Regions from separate parts of the Anser cygnoides genome. Here region 2 is linked to region 1. A link is a contact called in public Hi-C data. All regions are on one chromosome and are shown on one strand. Each heading gives the region's core, a stretch centred on a gene start, on an enhancer-like site or on the middle of the called end of the contact. The rest is flanking DNA. Distances are from core to core; before and after follow the strand shown. Region 1 holds the start of CFAP20 (cilia and flagella associated protein 20). Region 2 holds the start of PARD6A (par-6 family cell polarity regulator alpha).

Region 1 (4,398 bases), core at 1,538-4,037:
GAGCTTGTGGTGATTCTTCTCCCTGACACATGCAGACCTCAGACAGACACTGCCATGGGCTGTTCGCTGCAGGGACACACTTTTGCTGCTGGCTGGATCCACACCAGCCAAGAAACAGCCTTGCTCAACTTAAACAGCAGAGATCCTTGAATGATAGACTAGCCTGAGATGGAAAGGACCCCCAAAGACTCAATGGAGTCCAACTCCTGGCTCCACACACGACCACCTAAAAATCAAACCATACGTCTGCAGATCAAATTATATGTTAAAGCACTGTTCAAACGCTTCTTGAACACCAACAGGCTTGGGTACCGTGACCGCTTCCCCTGGGGAGCCTGTCCCAGTGCCCAACCCCCAACACGGTGAAGAACCTTTCCCTAACCCCCAGCCTGACCCTCCCCTGTCCCAGCTCCATGCCGCTCCCTCAGGTCCTGTCGCTGTCCCCAGAGAGCAGAGCTCAGCGCCTGCCCCTCCGCTCCCCTCGTGAGGGAGCTGCAGGCCGCCATGAGGCCTCCCCTCGGCCTGCTCTGCCCTGGGCTGAGCAAACCCAGGGACTCCAACGGCTCCTCAAGCATCACGCCCTCCACACCCTACGCTATCTTTGTAGCCCTCCTCTGGATGCTCCCTGGTAGTTTTATGTGCTTATATTTTGATGCCCAAACCTGCACCCAGTCCTCAAGGTGAGGCCGCACCAGTGCGGAGCAGAGCAGGACAATCCCTTCCCTCACCAGCCAGCAGTGCTGTGCCTGAGGCACCCCAGGACACGGCTGGCCTTTTTGGCTGCCAGGGCACACTGCTGGCTCATCTTCATTTTTGTAGTATTAATTACCATCAAGTTTTCTCCCCTTCCCGATGCCCCAGCCCCAAATAACCCTCTCCAGTAGAAATGCCAGAGCTGTATGATTCTTGGGATGTCTGTGTTCGGACAGATCATCATTTCCCCATGAATAAAAAACTGGAAAAATCCTCACAACCTTTGATCACATACTCACTTCAGGCCTGCTCACTTCTCCAATACGGACTGCGGTTGGCAGTCATTATGCTTGCCTGCTGTGAAAGCACCCAGCCCAGCAGTGGACAGCCCGGGTACAGGCTGTGTCCGCATGCCTCCAGCACGCCGGCACGCACGGTGCCCTGCCAGCAAGCGCACGCTGCCCAAGCCAGACACTGGCTTGCCCCGCTGCTGCAGACCTGGCGACTCCTGCATCAAGCCGGAGAGGCTTCCTCAGCAGCGTGGCAGCCCCAAACCATCAGTGGCACTTCCCTCGGTGTACGTTCACACAGCCCGTGCACCGCCCAACAAACAGAACCGCAGCACAACCTGGGGTTCTGGAGGAGCTGTGTAGAGGTGATGGCCAAGCATGGACCTGCAAGGACTCCTCTCTCAGCTCCAACATGTCCTAAGCGCCACCCTTTGCCTCCTGCTGCTGTAAACGCACCAAGGGTGTTAGAACAGCAGCGACGAAGCTGTTACAAACCCACAACCTCAACCCATTTTAAATGCAAAAGTGAATGGAAAGACTGAATGCACTGACATCCGCAGGTAAAGAGGTCAGAAAACCCACCCCAATTTCACCCCACACCTTTGTGAGCAAGGCAGTCTTCCCAAGAAGCTGGTCCAAGCTAGAGGTGCTTCCTGAGGACAGAGGCCTGAGCAGGACAAGCACTCGCGCGTGGCTCTGCTGCTCACAGGGCGTGGGGCTGCTGTGACCGTGGTGCTAAGGACCGGCTGCACAGAGGCACTACAGCGGGTGACAAAAAGCAGCCTGCACACACACACATAGGTGCTGCTCTTGGCAACAGCACTGCAAACTCTGCGTTAATCTTCTCTGGCCAGCGTGGTCAGGCCTTGTGTACAAACAGACATTGCTTATGTAAACCCCACGAGCCCAGCTCCCGCTGCACGCCCCACAAGCTGCACGGACACGGTAGTGCCACCACGCACACGGCAGTTCATGCTGCTTCAGGTCTCCACCACAACCTCCTCCTCAGAGCAGGGCCAGACCGGGCTGCCTACGGCTTTACCCAGGCTGGAGACACGCTGCGTCCCTCTGCGTGCTGGCCTTGCATCGCACAAACAAGCTGCCGACCCCTTTTTAAAGCCAGAGGCGTTCACGCAGAAGCCCTAAGACAGGCACATGGGAGCAGCCAGCCCATGCGAGGCAGCCCGGTGCTCCCTGCCCGCGGGGAGGAGGCTGTGCCGGCTGTGCCTGTCCCCGTCCCCGCTCGGTCCCTGCACCAGCCCTCTCAGGGCAGCACACAGCCCCGCCGAGCCGCCGCGGGGGCCTCTGCTCTTTTCCAGGCCACCAGAGACCCAGGTTAGGCCGGAACGCGAGGGGCTGAACGCGCCTGGGAGCGGGGAGCCTGCGGGGGGATACAGCCGGGGGGGGGGGGGGGGGCAGCGCAGGTACCCCGAGGACGGGCCGGGGGGGGGGGGGGAAACGCGACGCGGCGAGGCTCGGGAGGGGGAACCCCGCCGGTTTGCGGCACGCAGGGGCAGCGCCGCCCTCGGCTCGCCCCGGCCCCGCCGCCCCCGCCCCGCTCCGCACCTTCTTGTCCCAGATCTGCAGCGGCTTGCTGCCGATGCTGTAGAGCACCGAGAGGAACCCGCTCTGGAACGTGTTCTTGAACATGGCGGCGGGGCCGGGGCCGCCGCTCCGCGCAGGGACGCAGCAGCAGCAGCAGCAGCAGCAGCGCCGCCGGGATCGGGGCCGGGGCCGGGGCCGGTGCTGCCGGGTGGCGGCGCCGCCGATCCCCGAGGCTCCGCTCCCCGCGCAACGCCGCTTCCGGGGGCGGCGCTGCCGGGGCAACGGGGCCGCGGCCTGGGCGCGGGGCCCGGCGTTCGCCCCCCCCGGGGGTGGCGGTGCCGGGGGTGGGGTGCCGGGGGTGGTGCCGCCCTTCGGGAGCTGCGGGGACACCCGCACACCCCGCGCCTGCCGGGGAAGCCTCCTGCAGGTCTCTCCTGGCGGCGTTCCCTCAGGCGGCTCTTCGGGCCGCTGTTGTCACAGGATCGCAGGCTGGGTTGGGTTGGAAGGGACCCTTGAAGGGCACCCAGTCCAACCCTCTGCCGTCACCAGACCGTGTTGCTCAAAGCCCCGTCCGACCCAACTTTGAACAGTTCCAACGACGGGGCATCCGCTTCTTCTCTAGGCAGCCTGTCCCAGCGTGTCACCACCCTCATCGTGAAAATTTCTTTGTTATATCCCCTCTAAATCTACCTTCTTTTAGTTTAAAGTGCCCCTTGTCCTGTCACTGCAGGCTCTGCTAAAGACTTCTTGTCTTCCTTATAAGCCCCCTTTATTTATTGAAAGCCTGCCACAAGGTCTCCCCAAAGCGTCCTCTTCAGGCTAAACAACCCCAGCTCCTTCAACCTCTCCTCACAGGAGGGTCCTCCAACATTTTTGTGGCCCTCTGGACCTGCTCCAACATTGCTCCATCGTGGTGTGGAAATCGCAGAATCACAGAATTGTAGGGTTGGAAGGGACCTCAAGAGATCGTCGGGTCCACCCACTGACACCAGAGACACCTGTCATGAGGCAGACCAGGAGGAAGGCAGGCAGGGAAGGAAATCTCTCAAACACAGCAGCAGCAGCGGCGCTATCTATCACCACAAAGACCCCACCTTCTGCTTGGTGCTCTGGGCCGCGCAGAGGTCTCCTCCCCGAGCCAGCAGCTCCAGTGGCTGGCTTGTTTGTGCTGGCATGTGCAGACCCGTGGCCACCTGGTGGCCTGGATTTGTGGGTTAATGGACAGAGGCATCATTGCCCTTCTAGAGCAGCTCCATCTCCTGGGTCTAGGAATATGGACGGCACGGCCACTGAAGGACTATGCTCTCTGTTGGGTTGCGGGCAGTCTGCCCGGGGCCACTGGCATCTGCAGAAGTACCCAGCTCAGTGCATGCAGAGACAGGCACCAAAACCAAGGCATAAATGACTTTCCAAAGTAACAGTGGAGGCAAGAGCGCAAAGTGTCTTCCCATGAGTGTAGGGAACAGGTGACGCGATGTGGCTGAATGCAAGAGCAAGGGATTCTCCCTCTCTGCCCTTCACCAGCTGTCTCTGCTTAAGCCAAAATGGTGCCACTACCCTTCACTGATGCTGATGAGCAAAATCCTCTGCAGTCAGGTTTTATGAAACCACTTGCACAGGAGTACATGGGTGGGTAGAGTCCTATCCCTGCAGTGTCTGTGCTGTCTGGCTGCCAAGGTACCATTTATTTGTTCAGGAAATCTCTAAGGCACAAAGACAAGAGCCAAATCCATTTCATCTTCAGAAGCAATCCTTATCTGAGCACGAGCAAGACGTGTCAGCTTACATTGTATAACCCTATTTTTTCATGCTGTTTACGTACTCCTTTTAAATTGTTATTGCTTTCAGCTCTGGCCTAGCTTCCAGTGGG
Region 2 (4,372 bases), core at 1,771-4,270, 180 kb after region 1:
CCCCAGCACCTGCTCCCCGTGCTGCAGCCCAGGTCTGTCCATCGCTCTGAGCTGAGGGGACGGTTTGGTGCTGGTAGGGACAGCCCTGGAGGACCCCATGGGCTCCGTTTCCCCCCTTGTCACCAGCCTGGATGGCCTCTGCTGGCCGCATGCCTCAGGGCCATGCAGGAAACACGTTCAGGCCATCCGCCACCAGCAAGAGTCCAGGAAAACCCGGCTCTCCGGCAGGGGTAGGTTGCTGAGACCCAGCACAGTGTCACCCCTCGCCCAGGGGCTTTTTACCAACAGCGTGAGCTGGAGCCAGCGGGATGCTCCAGGCGCTGTGCCAGGGACACTGGGACTTTTAGAGCAGGCTCCACCTTCGTGCACTTCTGCTTAATGTTTAAAAAGCCTCAGTGCTATTAACTGAGCAGAAGGGGACCTCGCAAGGAGGGCTTGTCTCCATCTCCCCGGCAAAGAGGTGACATACCCGAGGCATTTGTCACCAGGAGGCTTTCAGCCTTGCAGCACCAGGCAGCTGTGATCGGCACGCTGCTATCACGGCTGTTTCGCACTCCGATACGAGCTGCTCTCCAGGTATGCGCTCCTGCAGCCCGGACAAGGCCCTGGGCAGCCAGGAAGGGGGCGAGCCCCCTCCCCCTGCAAAGCCCCCGGTGGTGCCCCAAGAGCCCTGACAACACAGTGGCACCCCCACCTTGGGGCAGGGAGACGGATGGGCTCTGGCAGCAGCTGCTGTGTTTTCAGGGAGCCCACACAAGCCCAGCTGGAAATGCAACTTCAATGGGGCAAAGCACAAGGATTCCCTTTGCTGTCCGGGCAGCGTGGGGCCAGGCTGGGTGGCAGAGGTGTCACCTCCTCCCGAGCCATCCACCAAAGCAGTGGCAGGAGGGGACAGAGCCAGCCCTGCGGCCAGCACGGGAGCCATGGGATGCTGTCTGCCCTGCTCATCTCTTTTCACGGAGAGGACGGATCCAGCACCATTCTCTGGCTGCTACTGACCCTTTTTCTGGATGATGACCCTGAGGAGGGGGTTGGCGGAGGACAGGGCCTTGTGGTAGTTGTCGTCATTGTTGATGGGCAGCAGGTCGCCGTGCACGTCCGTGTAGCCCAGCAGCACGTCCACGCGGGGGATCTGGTGCACGCTCTGCAGCAGGCGATAGAAGTCCTGGAACGTGCCCACACTGGAGCGCTTGATGGCGAAACGGCGAAACTCAGCATCAAACTGCAGAGAAGGAGGAAGAGGAGGTAAAGGCGCTCGCACACTGGAGGAAGGCGCAGCAGGACCCTCCACCTGTTATTAACGGGGCACTAGTCTGGAGACAGGGCAGCGGCTGGCTGAGCCTCTATCCCCAGCCGGCATGGGGGGACCGTGACACCAGGAGGCCCTTGCCTGTGACGTGTACTGCTGTAGCACGTCGTGAGCAGCAGCGTTAATTATTGCCTCCTTCGGTCACGACAAATGAGAAGCCGATTAAGAACAGGCTCAGGAAGGCAGCAGGAGGGATGGCACCGCACCTGCAGGGCGGGCAGCGGTGCTGGGTGCACCCTGGGGAGGAGAGCACCGCACGCCCCAGCGCGGGTGCCGGGGATGCGGGACCAGCTGTGCCGTGGCAAAGCCCCCCAGGATGGAGTGGGACAGGCGCTGTAAAGCCGGGGAAAGCCCTAGGAGAAGACTGGCAATCAGGAGCTGGCGCAAACCCACCAGGTCTGCGGGGGGCAAGGAACTCTCCCCAGGGAGGATTTGGGCTGGGGACCCAAACCTGTCAGACCGCCGCGTCCTGCTGCGAGGGGCACCCGGGGTGGGGGACGCGGCTGGAGTTCACCCCCTGGCAGGACCCCAGGGGACCACGAGCACCTCGTAAGGGGCCAGCAGCGGCACGTCTGTGCGGGCTGCAGCCGGCCAAGCGCGCAACCCGGGGGTGGCGGCTGCGGGACTGGGCAGGCAGGCACAGCCGGGCAGGGATGCGCCGGGCAGGCACGCATCGGGGTGCGGGGGGCAGGTGCGGCGGGGGGAGGCGGCACGGCTGGCTGCTGGCAGCCCCGGGAAGCGCGCCCCGGCGAGCGCGCACAGCTGGCCGCGGGGTGGCCGCGGGGTGGCCGCGGCCGGGGCCACCGGCGGGGCCGTGCTGCCCGCCTGCCCGACACCCGGCGGGCGCGCCCCGGCGGTGCTCCCGCGGCCGGCACCGGCCGCGACAGCCCCGCGTTGGGATTCCGCGGCGGCCGGGCTCGGGCTCGGGCTCGGGGGCAGGCCCCGGGCTGCGCCGCCGCAACGCCGGGGAGCGGAGCGGAGCGGGGCGCATCGCGGCCGGGCTCCCGCGCCGCCGCCGCCCGGTGCGCGCTGCCGCCCCCAACGTGAGCTGCCGGCCGGGCACCGGTACCGGCGCCGGCGCTTACCTTGCTCTTGACCTCGATGACGGGCTCGGCGGAGCGCGCCGGCGTGCGGTGGTGCTTGGCCATGCTGCGCCGCCCCGCTCCCGCGGCCACGGGGGATTTACACCGGCCGTGACGTCACCCGGCAGCCGGCCGGGCGGCGCCGCGCCATTGGCCGAGGCGGGGCGCGGGGGCGGGGCTCGGCGCGGCGCGGCGCGCGGCCGGGGCGGGGGGAGCGGGGCGCTGACAACGTCGCCATGGCAACGGCAGCGGGGCCGGCGGCGCGGCCCGAGCACGGCACCGGCACCGGCACCGGGACGGGGCGGCCCCGGGGAGCCCGGCGCGTTCCCGGCCCCGCGCCCGCGAGCTGCCCCCGGCTGCCGTCCCCGGCCCGGCGGGACGGTTTCGTTACCGCCTCAGGGCGGCGTGGCCGTGGGGAGGCGGGGATCCCTGCGGCGGTTCACCCCGGGGAGGCGGGCAGCGTTCCTGCGCGGCGGAACGAGCTGGTTGGTGGCAGGGGGAAGCGGGGCTGCGAGCCCCCGCGCACCCACCGGCTCCCCCAGGCTCACGGGCTCGAAGAACCAGGAACCTGCTCAAGCCCGGGGCCTAACCGGCACCGAACGAACCGTACAGGCACTGAACGCACCTCGAGCTAAACCCTGACAACCAGCCCCGCTCGCCCGGATCGCGCTCCCGATCTTTGCCCTCCCCAGCCCCACAGAGCCACCTCCGGGCAGCCCGACACCGCCCCCGCGCGGGGCCCGGGGCAGGCGGGCTGTGCCCCGCACCCCGCTGCTGCCCGGTGCGGCGGGGGGGCCGCAGGGCTCCGGGGCCGCCGGACCCCTCCTCGTGCTCCGGGAAACTCCCCGCCGGCTGCGGTCAGCGGCGTGAGCCGAGAGGGGCTCACAAGCGGAGCTGTGAACTAACTGGCGATTTCAGCCCCGGGTTTAATTCTGAGTTGGTTTTTTTGTTTTGTTTTGTTTTGTTTTTATTTTTTTTTAACAGGCTAACTGCGTTGAGGTCAGAGAGATAATCCCGATTACAGCAGGGTTAACGTTTGCGCAGACGCTTGGTGGCAGAGGACGCTTGGAGCCCTTCGGCTCGGATTTTGGTAAATCGGGGTTAATTGTTCGGAGTTAATTGCTGTAAGGCCCACCTGCCGGTCACGCCCCTGCTCTGAGCGGCGCCCCTGCAGCTGCGGCCACGGCACAAGCCCCAGGCCCCAAGCCCCGAGATAAGCCGGCAGGGTCGGGGCAGGTGTTTGTTTTGCCTGGGTTTCAGGAGCTCTGAGCCAGCTGCCGGGACCGCGGCGCGGGCTGCCGGCTGTGTCCCTGACCCGGGGGGGGGACACCCGCGTGCCCAGGCCCAGCTGCTGGGTGCTCAGAGGCGCGGGGGCCCCGCCTCAGCTCCGAGCCCTCCCCGCTGCCACGGTGCCTGCTGCGGGCAGGGGCGGGCCCCGCCGGCTTTCTTCCTCCTCGCAAGGCGCACGGAGCCCCTCGGCCCCGCTCGGGGACCCCCCGGAGCCTTCGCCCCGATCTCGCCCCCACGCTCCCGGGGCCCGGCCCCACGGCGGGACAAGGCCGCGCCGCGAGCCCCTCACGGGCCGGGAGGGGGGGGGCGGTCGCCATGGTGACGCGGCGCGGAGCCCCCGCCCTCCTTCCGCCCCCCGCCGCTCCGCCCCCGCCTCTCCTTCCCATTGGCCCACGTGTCCTCCTCTCCCCCCCCTTCGCAGCCAATCGGTTCCAGCCAACGAGGCGGGGAAGGAGGGCGGGGCGCGGCGGGCGCCTATAAAAGGGGGCGGGCGGCGGGGGGCGCCGCCTTACGCGCGCGTCATGGCGGAGCCGCAGCAGCTCTCGCTGCTGGTGCGCAGCCCCGCGCGGCGCCACCCCGACCTGCGCCTCCGCGCCGAGCCCGCCTGGACCGTGCGGCGCCTCAAGGCCGAGCTCCGCCGCATCGTGCCCGGGGCGCCGGTGAGGGTCGTGGGGGCCGGGGCTTGGGGGGG

What was found. A called contact is a pair of places that touch in the nucleus more often than the background predicts.
Region 2: a Hi-C map of liver shows a contact between it and region 1, with 13 times the contacts expected there. The contact joins the promoter of PARD6A here to the promoter of CFAP20 in region 1. A contact is called at or near these places in 2 of 7 Hi-C or Micro-C datasets (both in liver).

What each region holds. Positions count from the first base shown.
Region 1 is chr12:11,581,013-11,585,410 of Taihu_goose_T2T_genome, forward strand. It overlaps CFAP20 (cilia and flagella associated protein 20), which reads right to left and starts at 2,788. Exons shown (of 5, transcript XM_067004542.1): 1 at 2,550-2,788. The coding sequence starts at 2,633. It overlaps LOC125183367 (a long non-coding RNA gene), which reads left to right and starts at 1,899. Exons shown (of 2, transcript XR_007165257.2): 1 at 1,899-2,318.
Region 2 is chr12:11,763,547-11,767,918 of Taihu_goose_T2T_genome, forward strand. PARD6A (par-6 family cell polarity regulator alpha) reads right to left here and starts at 3,021. Exons shown (of 3, transcript XM_067004567.1): 1 at 2,395-3,021; 2 at 1,000-1,222. The coding sequence starts at 2,457. It overlaps HERPUD1 (homocysteine inducible ER protein with ubiquitin like domain 1), which reads left to right and starts at 4,180. Exons shown (of 8, transcript XM_067004565.1): 1 at 4,180-4,340. The coding sequence starts at 4,203.